4 separate regions of the Mus musculus genome follow, and all the other regions are linked to region 1. Evidence: chromatin contacts called from public HiChIP or PLAC-seq and promoter capture Hi-C data. All regions are on one chromosome and are shown on one strand. The core of a region is the stretch at or near the end of the contact, and the rest is flanking DNA. Distances in the headings are between cores, read along the strand shown.

Region 1 (2,770 bases), core at 203-2,702:
ACTGAGGCAGCAAGCCCCAGGTTCAATGAGAGACTACAATAAAGTGGAAAAACAATGAGGAAGAGAGAGGAAAGAGAAAGGGGGAGCGAGGGAGGGAAGAAGGGAGGGGGAAGAAGATGGAGAAAGGGAGAGCATCCAGTTGGGAAATGACAGACCCAAGGCTCACATCTAGAACTCTCACCTGACTCTGTGGTCCATATCCCTCCCCAAACTCCTCTTCCCATCATCTGTGAATTCATCACTACCCAAGTCAATCATAAAAAAAATGTCAAACAGATTCGAGGACAGTGCTCAAAGGTGAATTTCAAACCTCCCACTGTATATTTGCTGGTTATTCACAGTCAGGGGTGAGGCATTTTTCACAGAATGTTGGACTTGTTGCCCACACTCAGACACCCAAGCCAGTGCAAGCCAATGGTTCTTATTCCACACCTGCACACATCACACTCTGGGTAGCAATGAGAAGCCACCCGAGGAGTTTTACATCTATACCTGTTTTGTCATTGTCCAACTCATCCCCGTGCACATCCTGAGACCTTTGACCCCTAGTTATAGAACATGCATTGCAAATGTTCTTCCCTAACTCTGGGATTTTGTTCTCTGGGTGGTGTAAGAGTTGAACTCAGTGTCTCAGATACACTAGGCAGGCACTCTGCCGCTGAGCTAGCCCCAGCCCTCCTCACAGAACACACGAAACTCACTCATCCTCCATATAACTATCCTCTAATAACTCAGTTGTTTAGTGTGAGGCTTCTGAACTGCCAACTCCCCAACACTGTGAAGGTCAGCCCGCTCCTCCAACACCTCTCGACAGTAACCCATTCTTGGTTTATTTTCTATGGCTGCGATAAAGCCGGCATGACCAAGAGCAGCCTAGAGAAGAAAGGGTTAATTTGACTTACCATGACCTGATCGCTGAGGAAAGCCAAGGAAGGGATCTGGAGGCAGAAACTGAAGCGGAGACCTGAGAAACTGCCTTGTTCCCCACACCTTGCTCAGCTGGCTCTTTTCTGTAACAGAGGATCGCCTCTCCAGCTTGTCATGCGGCTTGTTCACATCTTCACAGATCAGGAAACAGAAAGCTCCTGTAGGAAATAGAGGCCCAAGGCCCGACCTGAATCCTTCTAAGGATTTCTTAACCTTCGAAAAACAGCGCCACCTACTGGGCACGAATGTTCAAGCACATGAGCCACGGAGGACACCAAACTTCACCTCCTTCGCATCCCTCATCCAGTCAGAGGCACAATGAGTAACAGAAATGACTCCAATGCATCCAAATGTGCCTCAGGCAACCAAGCCTATAGTCCAAGGTGAAGATTCGGTGGGGCTGAAAGCCAAAGAACTTAAATGATTTAACTAAGGGTTAAATTAATTTAAAGTAAAATCATATGTTGTAAAGAACTGGTGTCAGATTGGTCCCTTCAACATTCCACCGTGGATAGGGGAGGCTCCTGAGGCGTCCACCCACCCCACCCCACCCTGCCAAGGAGCTAGTGGCAGTTAACAGTTGCTGGGGTGAGGGTGCCATTTCTTCAGTGGTGTAGCCACTGGTAAGTTGCCCCTGCTTTAATTAAATGACCCACCCCATAGCCATGATCACACAAGCAGCCCTCGTGGGGCTAAAAAAGGCATGGGAAGAAGAAAGTCAATACAAGCGTGAGGGAGAACGGTAATAGGGTAAGACTATGACCACAATATGTTGTACACTCGTGTGAAAGTGTAAAAATAAATGTATTTGGCTTGACTGACACATTAAAAAGAGCTTATTTCAAATGCCTTCTGTAACACCGAACCGAAACCAATACAATATTCTCTCCGGTTTGAAGGAGACCTTCTAACACTAAGCATTTATAGTCAGATAAGGACTGCTGAGATGATGTACAAACAGGACAAACTGGAAAAGCTGCTCTCTGCAGGACAACAAAGGAACGCATTCTGCAGGAACCGGTTCTCGTTTTCATGGGAGGTATTGTGTTTACATTACCCTCATTTTCTACACATTAACTTGCATCTCCATAGACTTGCAATGTGGACGAATCTAGAGCACGCAAGGGTCAGGCCTCTAGGAACCAGACGGTTTCCAAACTCCCAACCACCCACTGAGGAGATATCACCAGGCTTTTACCTGTTTCAGACAGTGTAGTATTTTTCTGCTCCAGAGTCAAGTGGCAATGATCCTGGTTCTAGATAAGAAGACAAAGAGTTAATCAAAGACATCTAAATAGTGACAGGAAAGATAGTCAGGGTCTGGGCTCTATAGACAGACAGCCTGGGCTCTCTTCAACCTCAGCTTAGCCGCATATGTCACCTTAAGCAATTCGGTGCCTCGGTTTTCTTATCTGTAAGTTGGGCATAACTATAAACACTCTCTACACAGCTGAGTTTTAAGAAGAAGGAGAAGAAGAAGAAGAAGAAGAAGAAGAAGAAGGAGGAGGAGGAGGAGGAGGAGGAGGAGGAGGAGGAGGAGGAGGAGGAGAAGAAGAAGAAGAAGAAGAAGAAGAAGAAGAAGAAGAAGAAGAAGAAGAAGAAGAAGAAGAAGAAGAAGTGACTCCAAAAAATCCCAGCTATTGTAATGACACCTCTCTGCAGCCCGAGACTATGAAAACATGCTTCTGTTTATTTTTAAAGTTGATGACCGACTAGGTCGAGAAGTCTCTCTTGATGACCATAAATTCGACAAGATGGATGTTCGCTTTCTCCAAGTTTCTCATTGCCTCTCCTAGAGTAGACACAGACTCATTGTCAGTCAGGTGTAGACCAACATTTGCCC
Region 2 (2,770 bases), core at 146-2,645, 250 kb before region 1:
CGCGTGAATTCACGTTTCAGTGAGGGGGTCAGGAAGATCTTGACCTTACCGGGGTAACTTACACGCATGTAAGACATTTTGTCGCTGAGTCCTCTTGACAGCCCTGTGAACTGAATTTCCTTCTCCTCACCATTAAGATGAAAAGTCCAGTTTAAGGAGGTTAAAAAGGCAAGCTCAGCCAGCGCCACTCACAGAGCTGGTAGCCAGTCCAGTGGCCTCTCAGACTCTGTCTTCCTTCCTTCCCAGTATAAACCAAAGCCCTATTATCTAGATGAAAAGAATGAAAAACAGTGTCACATTCCCTCTGAGACTCAACTGCGGTTAAGACTTCATAAATTTCAGAAAAATAGGATAACTCACCAAAGTAAACATTTAAAAAACCACCTCACAGCAAATGGCTACCGCAACCCCAAACCTCAAGGTTCATATATTGAGATTTCAGTGAGCTTCATGATTCTCATCCGTCTCTTAAATACGGCTCTGTTTCCTGGTAAATAATATCTCTTCAGAGCCCTGGCACATAAATAGTGTAATAAGATCAGCTCTGAGCAGGCTGCCGTTCTAGTGCCCTCTAATTGCAGGGTGAAAATCCAGGGCCGCCTTAGCTCCTCATCTGTCTCCGTCTCTCACTGGCCACTGCCTGACACCCAGTCTGAGGTTCAACACCGTCTCTTCTTTTTGTGCTTTAGATAGATCCGTCCTTTGCACAGATTTTTTTTTTTAAATAAAGTGATTTGAAATGGAAAATTAAAAACTTAAATGCAAGTTTGGCAGCTTCTCTCTTCAGAAGCTTCATAAAATTCTCTATAGCACAGCTGCTCTGGATTCTCACCACTTAGCTGTTCTCACGATGTCTGAGAGATTAATTCTTACAGGGATGTGGTTGGAGATACTCCCCACGTCCCGTCCCCACCCCCCCATCTCCCGCCTCCCATGTTTCGCCGAGAATCTTCACTGGGAAAAGTTATGTGGAAAATCCCATCACCCGAGGTAAAGGTTCTTGAGTGATAGACACCTTTGGGAGTCTGTTACTTACCATGTTGTTTATGTGTGCTCTACTCATTTGAAATCCTGTCCTCTCTGGCAAAAATCTGAAATCTTATGTGCGATCCTGATAAGTGTGTGCCGACACTGTCTTGGGATGCCTCTGTGTGTCTGTGTCTGTGTGTGTGTGTGTGTGTGTGTGTGTGTGTGTGTGTGGTCTATCTGTTGTCTCTGTGGATCTGGATGCAGATACTTCAATCCTTCCTGGCAGATTTAAGCTCTCCACGTCCCACAGGCTGCAGTAGAGGACAAGGGCGGCATCAGAGAATGGAGAGCTTTGGTGGGGTCCCCACCCACTGGCCCAGAGACCAACTGTTTATCCCTGGGTCCCGGCAGCAGCTGAAAGCCAGGGGTGTTTTTGGGATTCGGCTGCCAAAGTTTCTTGAATCAGCCTTGTTCAAAGGCATATGCTGGGCTCACTTCTGAGGGAAATTTCCTTTTTGGGGAAGTTGAAGCAAAGGAATTTCCTGTGTGGGCAGACAGAGCTTCCTGACGTGAAGGCTTCTTGGAAGGGAAACAGTTTCATAATGAAATGACAAATTAAAGATATACCAGCCGGGTTCACTTCAAAACAGCTATTGAGAGTGCAGGCAAAGCCCTATTATACCCCCTCACAGAACAGAAATAAATCCCATCCTGACAGGTTTCTATATGCTGGGTTATATCTGTCCCCCCACACCTTCCTTCACAGTCTCCCACATGCTCCCTCTCCCACCCCCACCACTAGCTACCACCATCTCTGTCTTTAACAGGCTTCGAGCAGTCTCGGGGAGGCCTGGGGCATCCTTCCTGCCTCTTGTCACCTTTCCTTACCAGCTTCGCCCATCCTAGGAGTGCTTGGAGCCTCCTTGTAGGTGATGGTAAAGCCCGAGGCTGCCCAGACTTAGGAGTGATCTCTTTCCTTCTTTTGACATGATTGAAAACAATGATTGAAGATGGCTTCAGCTGGTTCCTTTAGCTGCCCCTTAAAATCTTGTAGGCAGTCCATGTAACTGCTATTCTTATCTCAGAGCTGGTCTGAAGCCGGCTTTGTTCAAGAAAATAGAGCTCTCTCTGCACTGGGCAGATGACGGTCTTGTGCTGAGCGTGTAGTTTTTTGCACTTCAGTCAGCCAGTGTAGCGGAGTTTTGGTTTTGTCTTGTACACTGATATGAAGATTCCCTTTGTTGCTGTTTTTATTTTTAAGACAGGGTCTTGCTTCATAGCCCTGGTACTGATCCAGAACCCACCTTGTAGACTAGGCCTTGGGCGTGATGTAATCCTCCTGTTGTCACCTCCTGAGTACGCATCTCTTTCTCTATCTCTCTCTCTCTTTTTCTGTGTGTGTCTGTGTCTCTGTCTGTCTGTCTCTGTGTCTCCTTTTCTTCTCCCTCCTTTCCCCCTCTTTTGTTAGGGTTGGGTTAAGGATAGAACTCAGGGCCTTGTGCATCCTGGGCAATTTACTCTCCCACTAAATTACACCCCAGCACCCTACATTTCTTTTCTTTTTCCTTCCCTCCCTTCCTTTCCTTCTTTCCTTCTTTCTTTGCCTTTAGAAAAAAACAAATTAAGAGAGAAAAAGATAACAGCATCTTTTGGGCAGTGTGTAAGAACAGCCATTATTCGTTAGGCCTAGGTCAGTAGGATCAAAAACTTACAGACCTTGGAAACCAACGATTTTAAACTGTCATTTCTAGCACTATACAGCCAGCAATGCAGCCAAGTCTCTTAACCTCTTGGCCTCAGT
Region 3 (2,770 bases), core at 126-2,625, 240 kb after region 1:
AAAAGAGCCTATGAGAGTGAAAGTGCAGTCCAGTTGTAGCAGAAAACAGCAGTGTTTTGGAGATGCCAGTACCACTGAGAACAGCAACACTGGTGTACAGGCATCTGGAGCCTAGAAAACAAGGTGGGTGCTACAAAGGGCTGAGCTGGAGAAGTAACACAAGCCCTTGGAGGAGCCCAGAGCATCGAGAGTGGATCCCAGACATTGGATAGTCAGAGTTTGATTTTGCTTTTGATTGTGACTATGCCCTGGTATTTTTCCCTCTTGAAGTATGAAAGTATTTTAGTGGAGCCCACAGATAGGAGACTGAATTGTAAAAAGACTTTGAATTTCAAGATATTAGATATTTTAAAGGGATTGAACTTCGGTGGTAGTTGAGACTGTAGAAGGGTATAGATGTATTTATATCTCCCCCAAGGAAGGAATTTTAGCAACACAGGCATACATCATAAAGCCAAGCTGCTTGTAATATCTTGAAACAGATGAGAGAATCCCTATAAGGCATTGGGTTACTACCCATCTATATGAGATTGGCTCAGATAAGCAGTTTCCTTTTTTTGTATTAGCTGTTTATCTTCCTGGCTTCTGGTAGTTCCATAGTGATCTGTCAATAAAACAGCATATTCTAACAATTTCTTACTTATTTCTAACTCCTTAAAACACACACACACACAGTCTTGGCATTTCCTGTATGGCCTCCTACTACAAAACTCCCTGCTTTCAAAGTTTAGAAAAGAACTCTGCTTCTGTACTAGTGTGAATTGAAATTTGAGGGCTACAGACTACCTTTCTTCCTCATTGGTAAAATAGGTGTAAAAATACCGATTTTTGCCTGACATGGTGGTGGTTTACCCTGTAACCCAGCACTTCTGTTGATTGAGCCAGGATCGAGAATTCGAGGTCACCAGGGTCATACAGAGTGAACTTCTATCTCAAAAACAAAAACCCAGACCATTCTGTAAAGTCGTTTGAAGATAACCAGCATTACAGTTCTTTTTTTTTTTTTTTAAAAAGATTTATTTATTAATTGATTTTTATGTATATGAGTACACTACAGCTGTCTTCAAACGCACCAGAAGAGGGCATCAGATCCCATTACAGATGGTTGTGAGCCACCATTTGGTCGCTGGGAATTGAACTCAGGACTTTCGGAAGAGCAGTCAGTGCTCTTAACCGTTGAGCCATCTCTCCAGCCCCAGCATTATGGTTCTTAATATGTGTTGCTCAAAGGTAATTAATGTGTCTTCGGGGGTAGGAAAAGGCTTTATCTTTTGGACATCTTTGGCCTTGGGGAAGCCTAGCCCTTTAAGGCAGCGCCGCCCCAGCCTCCAGCGCGCGTCTCTTGCCCCGCCCCACCCCTCGGGTTTGGAGGCGGGACCTCCAAACCCGGAACTGAAGGCCGCGCATTGCCGGCCCGGCCAATCGGCGTCCCGGAAGGAGCGAGCTGAAGCCACCGAGCCAGTGAATGACAGCAGCGCCGCCCGCCGGTCGCGGCTGCAGCCCTGCCGGCGTCCCGAGCCTCCTGTCAACGCGAGCGGCGTGCTTTCCAGCGGCGCCTCTCCAAGTGTCTGTGGCCCAGCGGGGTCTCCCCGCTCTCCCTAGCCTCTGCCCCGGTGTCCCTCCGCTGCAGGGGCCATGGGCAGCGAGCAGAGCGCGGAGGCCGAGAGCCGCCCCGGCGATCTGAACGCCTCAGGTCGGTGCCTCACCTCCCCGCACCGGTGTTGCTGGCGAAGCCGACCGCCCCGGTGCAGGCCCTCTGTGTTCCCTAACACAAAAAAAGCGTGGCCTCCCGCCCCAGTCCTAGTCCCCTAAACCGGCTTGCCCGGCTTCACTCTAATTTCTAAAAGACGACCTACTTAGTGTTCGGTTCCTGGACTCCACACTGACGTGGAGACTTGGGTCACACTGGATCGATCATACCCGAGTCCTCCAAGATCAGGTTTTCTGAAAATCGGGGTGTCGAGGAACCTTTTCAGAAGGGTCCTGTGAGCACTGGGCGGTCACTCTCAGTGTTTGGGTGCAAATATTTCCAGGCACCGCTCTCTGGCCACTCAGGTATCGGTTTTTTGTTTTGTTTTGTTTTAATAATTTTAAAAATAAGTTGGCCAGGTGGCAGGCAGTCTCTCGTGTATCTTCTGTTCACATTTTTTAGACGTCTCTTAGCATTTGGGGTAGGATTTGGAAGGGTTTTGTCCTGTACCTGTAGTAAGTGCTCAATAAAACAGCTGGCAATTGAAAACCATTTGGTCCTTTTGTTGTTACTTAGGTAACCTCTGAGAGGGCCCTCGATAGGCTCAAGGGTTACAAGCCTAATTAGTTAAACTCTCTCATAGCCAAAGAGTCTCAGAGTGGCTCTCTACTTGGTAATCTTTGCAACTTAGAAATGTGGAAGCTAACAGATGATTCATGCTGAAGGGCGTTCCTTCAAGACCTGCAGTCAGGGGCTTGCAGCTACTAGCTTTGTTATGTTTTCATTCCTTGGAAGGCCTAGAGTATCACGTCTGTTTTTAAGAAACCCGCAAAAATGGCTCATCTCATACTTTTTTTTTTTCTGTATCAGGCCAGAAGCACACTTTAGGGGAAGTAGTGTAGCATCCTATCAGACAGTTGCTCATCCGGGAACCATAGAAATGAGCATAGGCTCATTTCTGATAGAACGTACACATCCCGTGCCAGGATAATGTTTATAGTATACCCATTTTTGCCCACATCTTTACCAATTTTATGCATAAATAATGCCTAACTGCTTTGAAGTCCCTTTTCCTTTGAG
Region 4 (2,770 bases), core at 78-2,577, 200 kb before region 1:
CTGTCTCGGGAATCAATGTAGATAGAACCTGAGGAGCAGGACCTGAGGTTGTTCTCCGTCCCCACACTGACACTGGCACACATCCCGTGCTCACATGCGGTATATACACACCTACTCATAATACATATAGACACACTCGCGCACGCAAACACACACACACACACACACGTACACACACAGACACACACAGAGTACAGCAAGGGCCAAGGAGTTGGCTTATTAAGCAATTGGTAGTCATTGCATTAGAACATTAATCATTTTTAGATCCTTTCCTGGAAGTTCATCTTAATGGACGTCAGTGGAGAGAAGAAATGCGGCTATGTAGATCAAGGAGACTCCTTGGGTTCTGGGGAGGGAAATGGGTCATGGAACAGGAAATAGGAAAGAAAGAACATCTCAGAGTACCAGGTAGGAACAGCACCTCGCAGCAGAGGCCGATTTTTTTCACCACAGTCCTGTGAGCTCACATGTATTTTTACATATAATGAAATAAGGTGACCTGCCCAGATCATCGGCCAGGGAGGAACAGGACTTGGGATTTAAAACAGAGCTGCCTGATCTAGACATCTCATTCCCTGATGCCAGGTGCTGTCCTTGAGAAAAGGGCAGAGAACTGGAAAGCTGAGATTCAGTTGCCTCCTTCAGAATTTTGCATAAGGCTGACCCTGGCTGAAAGTCTCGTTTTGCAATCACCCATGTGGAGCTAGAAAAATCTCCTAATGCTAACTCATTTTGAGTTTGGCTTTCTTCTTACATAAAATTTATGTAACATCACAAACTAGTTTACATGGAATGCGATACTTGTTTATAAAGAGCCACTTGTTCGGAATATTTTTAGCGCCCCCCCCCAATTGTTATGGATACTTTCCCGGCTGTCTAGAAAAACTGGGCTATGTCCACACTCTCTTCAGAGGCTTGGGCTTGCACGATGCTCACATGACCACCTGAAAGCCGGTGATGTCCTTCCCCTCTAAGTCCTCACACTAACTATTATAGCTCTGAGATGTCTCCTAAGTCAGGATACGTGCAGGTTCACCTAGGAGATGATAAAAGAAAAAAAATCTTCAGTTTCTTCCCAAAGAAGTCACTTAAGCCAACTTGGCAAAGCCATTTTACCTTCCCCATTTAATACCTTAGTGGGCTTGTTTTCTGTGTCTCGCTCTTGATGGTTTGTGGGGGACACTCAGAGGTAGAGGGGTGACTTTATGAAGGTGGGTGTCTTCTCTTCTCCTTTCCTTCAGTGTTCTTTCCCAGCTACCACAGAAACCACACTTTCTCTACTGAGCACACATTCCTGGGACTAGAACAAAAGGCTCCTGTGAGCTAAAAAGCAGCAGGAAGGGTGGGGCAAAGGCCTGAAGGTTTTGAGGGCTTCATTTCTTCCTTGCTGGGGGCTGTATTGGGATAGGATGCAGTTTGGAGCCTGCTTCTTCACCACAGGGGAAACTGAAATGAGCCCTGAAGCTTCATAGGGGACCCCTCTAATCTTTATCCTCCTAACATAGTAACTTCCTGACCCTGGAGTGACTTGAGCATCTCCCAGCACTCAGCAGGCCCAGGAAACCAGCCGTGAGGCCGCAGACCAAGAAAGGGAGCCCTGTCAGTGAGGTTCGTCTGAGCCTCAGTTTACCCTGATGGCCTTTGCTTTGCTGAGTGCCTCCTTCCTTCAGCCTGTTCGTGACAGCAGAGCCAACAGCCATGGGAACCTGCCCTCCAAGGACAGTACACTTCATTGTTATAGGAGAGAACCAGGAAATCGGAATTTTCCATCCTTCCTATTGAGGAGAATTGGATTCCACAGAGAAAGTAACAGCTTTAAAAAGAAACACACACTCGAGAGTGTGCGCGCACACACACACACACACACACACACACACCCAGGTCCCTCTGCTCTGAGCTGGCAGACCTTCTTCCCTGCCCGGTAGTTCCAGACACTATGAACCAGGGCTTGGCCACGCTGCTGAGCTCCTGCACTTTCAGTAGCGAGTTAATGTGGCCATGACTCAGAATTATCGGACCCCAGATGCCAGAGAAGTGAACTAACTTCTTTTTGGCTCACAGTGGACTCATAGGCAACAAAATAGGTTTCGTGTTGTAATGAAGCAGTGTAGAGTGTGGCTCCCAAGCTGTGTGTTGTCTGCCCCTGCCCGCTTCATTGCTTGCTGGATCATTCTCTCCTATCCATCCTCCCTCAGAGCCAAGAGCCCGAAAGCCAGCCCAAGTCGTTTGCAAATAACACTCCTGAACTCAGCCTTGAAAAGACTTGTTACGATAAGCTTGTCCAGGGTGCATATTGTATCTCGAGTTTGGGAATAGCTGGGAAAACCTTCTACTCCATTTAGGGAGAGCCTGGATGGCTAGTGGGTGGGGCTCTGAGCACAGGATTAACACCAATAATACAAAGAAATACACGTAGAAAGTGCAAAGTTGATCTTGAAGAACAGCTTACAATTATTATGTAACACCTTCCTTCCAAGGACTACCAAGAACTTCCCTGCAGATTTCACCCAGTTCTCACGCAGCATGAATTATTTCCCAGAAATGATTTAGGCTCTTTTGGAAAATGCATTGATTCTTTTAACCGTCATGATCCCACTTACAGTAAAACCACTATTATCTGATTTTCTGAGTTGTAAAGCTATTATTAACGGGCACATTATATATGTTACCAGTACAGTGACAGCTGATGTGTGTAATGGTGACCCCAAAGTTCTATAAGACCCTCAATTTGCCCACTCATGAATCAAGGGAGATTGAAAGTGTATTCAAT

The links. Promoter capture Hi-C pulls out the DNA fragments that hold promoters and counts their contacts. HiChIP or PLAC-seq counts read pairs in DNA pulled down with a chosen protein or histone mark.
Region 2: a promoter capture Hi-C map of liver shows a contact between it and region 1, with 2.1 times the contacts expected there. The contact joins the enhancer-like site here to the promoter of 4933406J09Rik in region 1. A contact is called at or near these places in 6 of 39 promoter capture datasets (the C10 cell line, the HPC-7 cell line, hippocampal neurons and 2 more), 6 of 484 Hi-C or Micro-C datasets (the N1E-115 cell line, cerebral cortex, liver and 2 more), 5 of 115 datasets of contacts at active chromatin or transcription factors (embryonic stem cells, large pre-B cells, microglia and 1 more) and 3 of 9 other capture datasets (embryonic stem cells, liver and macrophages).
Region 3: an H3K4me3 HiChIP or PLAC-seq map of embryonic stem cells shows a contact between it and region 1, with 34 read pairs. The contact joins the promoter of Borcs5 here to the promoter of 4933406J09Rik in region 1. A contact is called at or near these places in 9 of 39 promoter capture datasets (the C10 cell line, cranial neural crest, embryonic stem cells and 4 more), 1 of 15 datasets of contacts at CTCF or cohesin (the NIH/3T3 cell line), 1 of 484 Hi-C or Micro-C datasets (bone marrow-derived macrophages), 22 of 115 datasets of contacts at active chromatin or transcription factors (the 230-238 cell line, T-cell acute lymphoblastic leukemia, bone marrow-derived macrophages and 14 more) and 3 of 9 other capture datasets (adipose tissue, liver and pancreatic islet).
Region 4: a contact with region 1 is called in a FOXA1 HiChIP or PLAC-seq map of pancreatic cancer cells. The contact joins the enhancer-like site here to the promoter of 4933406J09Rik in region 1. A contact is called at or near these places in 4 of 39 promoter capture datasets (the C10 cell line, the HPC-7 cell line and liver), 3 of 115 datasets of contacts at active chromatin or transcription factors (embryonic stem cells, oligodendrocyte precursor cells and pancreatic cancer cells) and 3 of 9 other capture datasets (adipose tissue, liver and macrophages).

The regions. Positions count from the first base shown.
Region 1 is chr6:134,401,963-134,404,732 of GRCm38.p6, forward strand. It overlaps 4933406J09Rik (RIKEN cDNA 4933406J09 gene), which reads right to left and starts at 1,453. Exons shown (of 9, transcript NR_153848.1): 1 at 903-1,453. The region is part of intron 2 of Bcl2l14 (BCL2-like 14 (apoptosis facilitator)); the gene reads left to right.
Region 2 is chr6:134,150,641-134,153,410 of GRCm38.p6, forward strand. The region is part of intron 2 of Etv6 (ets variant 6); the gene reads left to right. Among named protein-coding and RNA genes, the nearest start is that of Gm52920, 34 kb to the right of the region's middle. Within about 2 kb of position 1,396, at least 90 of the 459 cell types and tissues checked have an H3K27ac peak or open chromatin away from gene starts, as enhancers often do. A contact at or near this core is called in cerebral cortex, hippocampal neurons, liver and 3 more, where this site is marked.
Region 3 is chr6:134,639,565-134,642,334 of GRCm38.p6, forward strand. Borcs5 (BLOC-1 related complex subunit 5) reads left to right here and starts at 1,376. Exons shown (of 4, transcript NM_026371.3): 1 at 1,376-1,693. The coding sequence starts at 1,636.
Region 4 is chr6:134,198,769-134,201,538 of GRCm38.p6, forward strand. The region is part of intron 2 of Etv6 (ets variant 6); the gene reads left to right. Among named protein-coding and RNA genes, the nearest start is that of Gm52920, 14 kb to the left of the region's middle. Within about 2 kb of position 1,328, at least 102 of the 459 cell types and tissues checked have an H3K27ac peak or open chromatin away from gene starts, as enhancers often do. A contact at or near this core is called in adipose tissue, embryonic stem cells, oligodendrocyte precursor cells and 1 more, where this site is marked.